2 separate regions of the Zea mays genome follow, and region 2 is linked to region 1. Evidence: chromatin contacts called from public Hi-C data. All regions are on one chromosome and are shown on one strand. Each heading gives the region's core, a stretch centred on a gene start, on an enhancer-like site or on the middle of the called end of the contact. The rest is flanking DNA. Distances are from core to core; before and after follow the strand shown. Region 1 holds the start of LOC100194143. Region 2 holds the start of LOC100284254 (tesmin/TSO1-like CXC domain containing protein).

The links. A called contact is a pair of places that touch in the nucleus more often than the background predicts.
Region 2: a contact with region 1 is called in a Hi-C map of tassel, with 3 times the contacts expected there. The contact joins the promoter of LOC100284254 here to the promoter of LOC100194143 in region 1. A contact is called at or near these places in 2 of 25 Hi-C or Micro-C datasets (ear and tassel).

Annotation. Positions count from the first base shown.
Region 1 is chr1:175,008,005-175,012,863 of Zm-B73-REFERENCE-NAM-5.0, reverse strand. LOC100194143 reads left to right here and starts at 1,846. Exons shown (of 8, transcript NM_001139194.1): 1 at 1,846-2,047. The coding sequence starts at 1,893.
Region 2 is chr1:175,290,005-175,294,863 of Zm-B73-REFERENCE-NAM-5.0, reverse strand. It overlaps LOC100284254 (tesmin/TSO1-like CXC domain containing protein), which reads left to right and starts at 2,798. Exons shown (of 6, transcript NM_001157149.2): 1 at 2,798-3,191; 2 at 3,409-3,474; 3 at 3,992-4,145; 4 at 4,301-4,393; 5 at 4,480-4,543. The coding sequence starts at 2,962.

The DNA.
Region 1 (4,859 bases), core at 597-3,096:
GGCTGAGTCCGAGCCTTGGGGTCGGGCGAAGCGGAGTTCGTCGTCTTCCGGGGCTGGGTCCGAGTCCGAGCCCTGGGGTCGGGCGAAGCGGAGTTCGTCGTCTTCCGGGGCTGGGTCCGAGTCCGAGCCCTGGGGTCGGACGAAGCGGAGTTCGTCGTCTTCCGGGGCTGAGCCCGAGTTCGAGCCCTGGGGTCGGGCGAAGCGGAGTTCGTCGTCTTCCGGGGCTGAGCCCGAGTCCGAGCCCTGGGGTCGGGCGAAGCGGAGTTCGTCGTCTTCCGGGGCTGAGCCCGAGTCCGAGCCCTGGGGTCGGGCGAAGCGGAGTTCGTCGTCTTCTGGGGCTGAGCCCGAGTCCAAGCCCTGGGGTCGGGCGAAGCGGAGTTCGTCGTCTTCCGGGGCTGAGCCCGAGTCCAAGCCCTGGGGTCGGGCGAAGCGGAGTTCGTCGTCTTCCGGGGCTGAGCCCGAGTCCGAGCCCTGGGGTCGGGCGAAGCGGAGTTTCCTATGGCGCCTGAGCCCGGGCCTGGCTGCTGTCAGCCTCACTCTGTCGAGTGGCTCAGCAGTCGGTGCGGCGCAGGCGACGCTGTCCTCTTGTCAGACCGGTCAGTGGAGCGGCGAAGTGACTGCGGTCACTTCGGCTCTGTCGACTGGAGGGCGCACGTCAGGATAAAGGTGTCAGGCCACCTTTGCATTAAATGCCCCTGCAATTTGGTCGGTTGGCGTGGCGATTTGGCCAAGGTTGCTTCTTGGTGAAGACTGAGCCTTGGGCGAGCCGAAGGTGTGTCCGTTGCTGGAGGGGGGCATCGGGCGAGACGTAGATCCTCCGGGGTCGGCTGCCCTTGCCCGAGGCTGGGCTCGGGCGAGGCGTGATCGCGTCCCTCGAATGGACCGATCCTTGACTTAGTCGCACCCATCAGGCCTTTGCAGCTTTGTGCTGATGGGGGTTACCAGCTGAGATTTAAGAGCCTTGAGGGTACCCCTAATTATGGTCCCCGACAACCTGCTTCCTCAAAACAAACAAAAAATGGATTCACCTCATTTCTCTAACCAAACATAAAGAAAGAACCATCCAATCCTGTGAGGAATGAATCCATTCTGGATCGGCTGATTCCGGATGGAGCCAATCCCCTAACCAAACACACCATAAATTTTGCTAGGATTTATACCTAGGCTGTTGGAGTTACTTTAATTTGTTGTATTCCTTATTCTACTCAGATGTAGTGGTTATGATATGTTGGGTAATCACCGGCAAGCCTACTTACTTGTGTCTATCTTTTGATGAAAGTTGTTATGATTATCTTTAACTTTTGTAGTGTTGCTGCATGTTGTATTGACCTTTATCATCTTAGAGCTTGTTTGTTTCGCTATCAATCTATGTGGATTGAGTGAGATTAGGTGAGTTTAAATCCTAAATAAACCAAAATCTTTCATAATTTTTTTCAATCTCATCTAATTCATATGAGATTGAAATAACCGAACAAGACCTTAAGAGGAATATAACAGTGTTGTTAAGATAATGCAATTTTATATATACCTAATTTAGGACGAGAAGTCATATCATGATATATTGTTTGATTTACGATACAACACATATTACGATTTCATGTGTTTTCCGTGGTAACGCACGAGTATAGACCTAGTAACGACCTAAATTATTAAAGATAGCTTTATGCAACAGAGGATCCTGTGTGCTGTATGCATACTCCGTACGGTAGATTTTATCATTATACGGTGCCGCGCACGTGGTTTTTCTCGATCTTGCATCCAGATTCCAGAGAACAGGAGAAAGAAAAGTTGCGAAAAAAGAACAACAAAAAAGGAAACGAAAACGAGCGGGGGAGCTCGCGGACCCCAAAACCCTAACCCCGCGGACCCACCTGGCGGCGGCGGCGGCGGCGATGGCGGACGGCGGAGGAGAAGGAGGACCTCCTGCGGCGTCGGCGGCGCTCAAGGACCAGGGGAATGAGCAGTTCAAGGCGGGGAGCTACCTCAAGGCTGCCGCGCTCTACACGCAGGCCATCAAGCTCGACCCCGACAACGCCACCCTCTACAGGTTCCTTCCGGCGCCCCCACTCCTGTTCTTTCTCCGCCGTGCCGGTGGTAAAAACCCTAGTTGCGCGTGCGCCCATCCTGCGTTTGGGGAAGCTATGGATAGCTGCGGCCTGGGTGTGTCAAATACGCGTGGGGTGGGAGACGAAGAACCGTGCGCCCCCACCGCGTGCGTGATCACTGATCAGTGTTTGACTCCTGCGGTTTGAGTGTACAACGGTAGTGGGGATTGCAGATTGTGTGTGTGTTTGGTGGTGGGGGGTGCTGAGAGGCTCTGTAAGTGAGATGGAGTGTTTGTGGTTGATTTGCGGCACCACAGCGGTTGTTGCGAATATGGTGTGATGATTTGGTGGCTTCTTTCAGTCTGTTCAAAATGCAAATTAAACCCTTGAAAGTGTCCGTTTATGGTTTGGGTGCTGTTGGAAATTAGGTTTATGGTTCCTAGTGCTCCAAGATTCTGAATCTAGGCATATTCCTGTGACATAACATCCTGAACCTGATGATCTGACGTTACCTGTTGATGATGTCCAATGGGTGTCTACAATACTTCAACTCAAAGATCTGGCCATGTAACGACATGGCCGAATGGACGAGTATCTGGGATGCCCTTTTGTCGTTCCTACATGGATAAAACTCACTGATCTCACATTATTCCTGTGTAGCTGACGACAGAGGCGTTACTTTTAGATGTAAAACAATTATTATTCCCTAACAGGAGAGGAAAGGGAAAACACCTTCCTTTCCAAAATAGCTTAGTTTGTTCTTTATGTAGATGTGACATTTATGTATGTGCCTCAAGAATAAATTAAAAGACGTGACAAAACTGTGGACTCGTTTCTTGTTTGTGATACTATAGTTGTACTGCTAGCTGGCTTGAAAGTTCTAAATAAGTATTGAAAGAGTTCTTCCTTTGTATGTCCATTTCATTTATGATATGGTCTGTGGCTCTGTGCAGTGTGCACATAACTTGCTATTCTAAATCAGAACCTTTTACAACATCCTTTGTGAAATGAAGATTTATACGAATGATTAAAGAACCCACATACAAATGAGCACCAGAATTTATGAAGTTCCTAATAATAGTATGAGTAGTGAAACTGTAGAAAGTGTCAATGATCTGTTTATGAATTAGCATTATGGGAGCTTCCAGCCGTGTGTTTTACTTTTATCCTGGAGATGGTAAAAAAAGTTACAAACTTGAATGGATTTCTTTGTACCTTACTAGAACAGCCAGCGACTATCTATATCTACTTGTTGACAACAACAACAGCAAACAACAAAGCCTTTTACTCCTGTTTGAGGCTAAATCTTTGGATATATTCCATCCTTTTAAGTCTCTTTTTTCTGTCTCTTCTCATGTCAACTTTGGTCTTTTCCTGCCTCTCTTCCCATTGCTATTACGCCTTAGGATCCCACTACGCACTGGTGCCTCTAGAGATCTGTATTGGACATGTTTAAACCATCTCAACCGGTGTTGAATAAGCTTTTGTTCATTTGGTGCTACCCCTTGCCTATCACGAATATCAATGTTCAGGACTCATCGACTCGATCTCTTCTTGTGGCCACAAATCCGGCGTAACATACACATTTCCACAACACTTATTTGCTGAACATGTCGTCTTTCTTGGGCCAACATTCTACTTCATGCAACATAACATGTCTAATCGTCATCCTATAAAACTTGCTTTTTAGTTTCTGTGGCACCCTCTTGTCACCAGTGGCGGAGGGCCTAATATGGCTGGGTATGTCTCACGCCATACCTTGGCCTAGCTTATAGGCAGACCAGAAGGTCTCTTCTCCGTGACTGTCTAGGACTCTAGGTGCCAGTTATTCTCTTTCGATTCCGACTCTTTGCTGCAGTCACTCGCTTCTCCAGCTCCTGCAGCGTGCACCTACATATCTCCTCTCTCCAGCCCTCTCCACTCTCCGACAAGGGTGAGGCCGAGGCAGCTCCCATGTCATGCACGGTGCATGGTGCACCCTGCTGGCCGGCCCAGCTGCCCTACGTAGCTGCTTCACTGCTTTGGCTCTTGCATCTTGCTTGTGCCTTGTGTGGCCCACGAGGCCACCATCGTGCGCCTGTTCGCGACTCCGGTGCAAGCCTAATCAACCTCAAACATTCACTTACCGTTTGATTGGATGGTTGTATGCGGAGGACCAGGCTCGCATGATGCTGGTTGACTAGATACGACTTTTTCTGGCATATGTGTGGATGCATGTAAATAGCCTCAAAATGGCTTGCTTTGCATCCACTCATGCAGCTTGCGCCTGTCGCGTGCAGGCAACCAAACACGATCTCAACCAAAGTCAACACATACGATGATTTAAGAACGAGACGGTACGATCAACCCATGCCATAGTAAGCAACCTCAGACAGTCATCCATGTTATGCTACTCCGTATAGGTGTACATTTGGGCCGTCTGGCCTGGCCCAAGCCCGAAATAGCCCGACACGGCCCATAATTAATTATGTGCTGGGCCAGCCCACGGGCAGAGGCCTCGGCCCACTGCACGACACATTATTTAATGTGTCGGGCTCATTTCAAGCGGCCCGAAATTTAAAAAAGCCCGAAATGCTACAATAAGGCCCACGACACGACAACTGCTGTCTGCTGGAGGAAGTGGACATCGCCGCCACGCTAGATGTTGTCGGAGCTGAGTCGAACGCACGGTTGTTGCCGGACGAGGGCTTGGCTGGAGCTCCTCGGACCTCCCAACGGCTGATGTGACGAGCTGCTGGCTAAGAACCGGCGGGCGGTGGCTGGGAGCCTTGGACCTTGGTTGTCGGCTGGGCAACTTGCCTGTTCGGCACTTGG
Region 2 (4,859 bases), core at 1,549-4,048, 280 kb before region 1:
AAGCGTTTGCGAGGGAGAGAGGGAGTCCCGCGCAACCACCCTCGTATGAGGGCCCTGGCCCTTCCTTTTATAGATGCAAGGAGAGGGTCCAGGTGTACAATGGGGGTGTAGCAATATGCTAACGTGTCTGGCAGAGAGGAGCCAGAGCCCTATGTACATGCCAACGTGGCTGTCGGAGAGGTGCTAGAGCCCTGTGTACGCGGTGTCGTGGCCGTCGGAGGAGCGTTTGAGCCCTGTAGAAGCACAACTGTCGGGGCTGTCGGGACCTTGCTGACGTCTCCTTGCTTCCGTAAGGGGCTGAGAGCCACCGTCGTCATGGACGCACGCGGGGAGCCATCATTACTTGTTACCGGGGTGAGCCTGGATGGGACACTGGTCTTGTTCCCCCATAGCCTGAGCTAGCTAGGGGTAGGGTAATGATGTACCCCCTGCGGCGTGGTCGGTTCGAGCCCAAGGTCGGGCGAGGCGGAGACTCCTCCTGAGGCCGAGGCCGGGGTCGGGCGAGGACGCGATTTCGCCCGAGGTCGAGGTTGAGGCCGGGCCCTAGGGTCGGGTGAGGCAGAGACCACCTTTCGAGGTAGAGGTTGAGGCCGAGCCCTAGGGTCGGGCGAGGCGGAGACCACCTTCCGAGGCCGAGGCGGGGGCCGAGCCCTAGGGTCGGCGCGAGGCGGAGACTTCTCCTGAGGCCGAGGTCCAAGGTCGGGCGAGGCAGAGACTTCTCTTGAGGCCGAGGCCCTAGGTCGGGCGAGGCGGAGCTTCCTGTGGTGCCTGAGGCTGGACTCAGCTGCTGTCAGCCTCACCCTGGCGGGTGGCACAGCAGTCGGAGAGGGGCGAGTGGCGCTGTTTTCCGGTCAGGTCAGTCAGTGGGAGGGCGAAGTGACTGCGGTCACCTCGGCCTTGCCGACTGAGGCACACGTGTCAGGATAAGGCGCCAGGCGATCCTTGCATTGAATGCGCCTGCGATACGGTCTGTTGGTGATGTGATTTGGTCAAGGTTGCTTCACAATGAAGCCTGTCCGAGCTGGGCTTCGGGCGAGTCGAGGGTGCGCCCGTTGCTGAGGAGGCCCTCGGGCGAGGCGTGAATTCGCCTGGGACTACTATTCTCGCCCGAGGCCGGGCTCGGACGAGGCAAGATTGCGTCCCTTGAGTAGACGAGGCCTTGACCTGAATTGCACCCATCAGTCTCTGCAGTTTGCGCTGATGGTGATTATCAGCCGAGTTTAGGAGTGTTGGGGGTACCTCTAATTATGGTACCCGACAGATAAATTGTGTCTATGTGTTAAATTGGTCTATGCGAATATAACTGTGGGTTAAACTGATGAACATGTGTTTGAATTTACGAGTTGTGTTAATTTGGTGTTACATTTATGTGATCCGTGAAACTGAGTATAATTACTATTTCCTTTTGTCAAATTAGTTTGAAATTACCTAGAAATTGATTATTATGTACATATTATTTTTCCATTCTGGTTCGCAAGCTAAATGAGTCAATTCGAGCTCATAAACGAGTTGAGTTGACTCTGTCTCGTTAACTTAACGAGCGAGTTCGAACTCGGATGAGTCGAGTCGAGCTGGCTAAATAGCCCTCATATGTGGCTATGACTGACAATGAACTCTAAATTTTACACTATAAATTTTAAGGATCAGATCATATTCTATTTCTATTTATTTTTGAACTATAATTTATTATGACCCTATTATTTTTTAAAGAAATATTTAAATCGTGATCCATTACCACACCTATGCGGCTAGATATTGAGCTGTTCGATATCCAGCCCTCACGCATATGGTACCATGCAGTGCCGTTCCTGACTTTTCAGGGCCCAATGCGAAATTTGATATATAGGACTCATCCACACACAAATATATATAATTATTGAATATTTGACGTATAAAAATTATTATGCACTGTTTGAATGTTTATAAGATAATAAATGTAAAATATAGCAAAAACACGTACTTGTTATCTGATATCATTAAAAATATCTTCTAACATTTTGTGATACAAAGTCATCACTTATATCATTGAGATCAATCTCATCCAACAACTTTTTTTTGATATATAGAAGCGTCATGCCATTTAACATCTCTTGAGTTATTGTTGACCATAAATAGTTCACAAAAATATTTCGATTTTAAAAAGCTTCTCTGCCGATGCAACCATCATGTGTATAGTAAATAATACTCTCTCTATATCACAATAGAATTTGTTTTGCTTCTTTAGTGGATTTATAATCATCTAGTTGAATATAAACAAAAAAATCAAGAGCTAAAACAAATACTATTTTAAAACAGATGAAGTATTCGTTAAGTAATTGAGATATGAGTTTAACAATTTAAACAAGACTGATCGATAGTGTATCACTCTTTGTATATTTGTGTCTAGAATAGATAGGTTTAATAGAAAAAAGTGCTAGCGTCCGGTAGCTAAAAGACCCTCTATTTTTTAAAATCCGGTGCGGCCGATCAGCCCCACCGCTTTACGGCCCTGTACCATGAAGCAGGAGAAAGAGAGAGCGTGACACGGCAAGTGCACCAGGCAACATAGGTGCTACTGATCTATCCGGAGCACAGGATTTCTGGATTTGGAATTCCATTTGCTATTTACCACTCCACGACTAATCACGCCCTGCCAAAGGAAAAAAAGAAAGAAAGAAAAAGGCCGCGGCTTTTGCTTATGCTAATCACGTTCTGCGCCAGCAGAAAGCCCAGGTCGAAACGGAACCAAACCCGGATCCAAGGAGGCAACGCCCGATCAAAGCCGTCCCCTCGCAGCGGGCGCGAATCTCAAAGCCCCGCCCCCGCTTTCACCAGTTGGCTTTCCTTCTCTCGTGCCATCCCTCTCTAGTCTCTACCCTTTCCGCCTCGGCACCTCCCCACCCCTCTCGCCTTCGCTTCGTCGCCACGGCGAGCCCCACGCCGCCGATCGGGGCGCCGCCAGCGGCGGCGGCGCCCGATCCGATGGAAGCGGAGGTGGGGCCGCCGAATCCGCCGCGGCCGGAGCCAGCCGGATCGGAGCCCGACGACGCGCGCCTCTCCCCGCCTCCTCCTGCTCCTGCTCCGCCGCCTCCGCCCCCGCCTCCTCCCGCCGCCGAGGCTGCCGCCGCGCCCACCGCCTCCGCGGCCTTCTCGCTGCAGGCTCCAGCTCCGGCGCCGGCGGAGGCGAACGGCAGCTCCGACAGGAAGAGGAGGTCCGTGCGCCCCCTCCCTCTTTCCCCTTTTCTGCAAAGTTTCCGCCCCGCGCCCGGTTTCCTCTTTTGTTTCGTTGCGTGCGGTATCGCTCGCTCCCGCACACATTTTTCCTCTCTCTCTCTCTCTCTCTCTCTCTCTCTCTCTCTCTCTCTCTCTCACTCACTCACTCACTCACTCCGCCCCCTCTGTTTTCTCTTTTCTGGGTGTGTGAATCAGGAGGAAGGCGGAGGACGGGGACGGGTGCAAGACCTGCAGCTGCAAGAAGTCCAGGTGCCTCAAGCTGTAAGTTGCCCTATTACTCCCCGTGCTTGCAGTTGCAGCCTTCTCTATTGTCTCGTTCGCCCACGAGGGAGGGAGGGATGGACTAGGATGCTTCACCATTTTGGTTCGGTGCTGATTTGGATCCCTGTCACTGACGAATTCAGTGTTTTTTAGGCATGTTTAGATCTGACAGTCTCACGTTTCAAATGTGGCAAAATGCTGCAGTTTTATTGAGCTCCCAGTAGTTCGGAATTCGATATCCATTAACGAGAAGGAAATTGCCAAGATCAAGCTACCGATATGTTCTAGAACCATGGACGAACCAGTGATTAATCTACTGAGTTGAAAACTCTGCGCTAAGCAAACTGGGCTGGTTCATGCACACACCTGTGGCCCTGTGGACGCTTAGTGTGTGCCATTGCCTGCTCAATGGCATGCAACCTCCACACTTGAGCATGCGTTTGTCTTTGTGTTTTTTTTTCTTGCTAATTTAAGTTCCCTTTTGTGTATAACCTTTGTCTGTGTTATTCTGTAACAGTTACTGTGTGTGCTTTGCTTCTGGGTTACATTGTACTGAATCATGTGGATGTGAACCTTGTCATAACAAGCCACAATTGCAAGGTACTCTGCGGATGGCAACAGTTTTACCTCTGAAACCTGTCCAAACATTCGAAGCTGGCCAAGATATAGTGGTACGAAGATCTTCTTACATCACCTTATCTATATCTTTCTATAAACTTTCTTTCATTTTTAAAAACCTTCCCCAGACCTCACTCATGTGGGAGCCTCCGACACTGAGTCTTGTCTTCATTTTGTTTTTGGTGATCCTGCTGCTTATTGGCTTCAGGAACAAGTCATAAGGTCTCCTATGGATCTTATTAGAAGAAAATGCACATGCAAGAAGTCAGGCTGCCTTAAGAAGTACTGCGACTGCTACCAGGTTCCATATTCGGCCTTGTCCTGTTAATTTTCAATTTCATTGTGACAGAATTTCTGAATATGGAAATATGTTTTTTTTATTTGAAGGGAGGGGCAGGATGCTCCATCAACTGTAAATGCGATGATTGTAGAAACCCATTTGGGAGAAAAGGTAATGCAATTAAGGAACTGGAAAATGAAGTATAGTGAATGATTTTAAAGTGGGAGTTAGATATCTAGTTTGATTCTGTTTGGTATCTTATATTCTTATTCTTAGCATTGCATAAGTTTCTTCCTTAACTGACAACTAGATAGGTTACTCGCATGACTTGTGATTTTCATTGCTTGACACTGTTTTCAACAATTTTATGTTCTAGCATTCTTAGGAACAACTAGATATTGTTGTCAGGAACTCTGCACCAATAGAACCTGTCACCCAATGTTACTGCCCAAACTTACCAGGGCCGAGGTTAGAGCGAGGAGGGAGG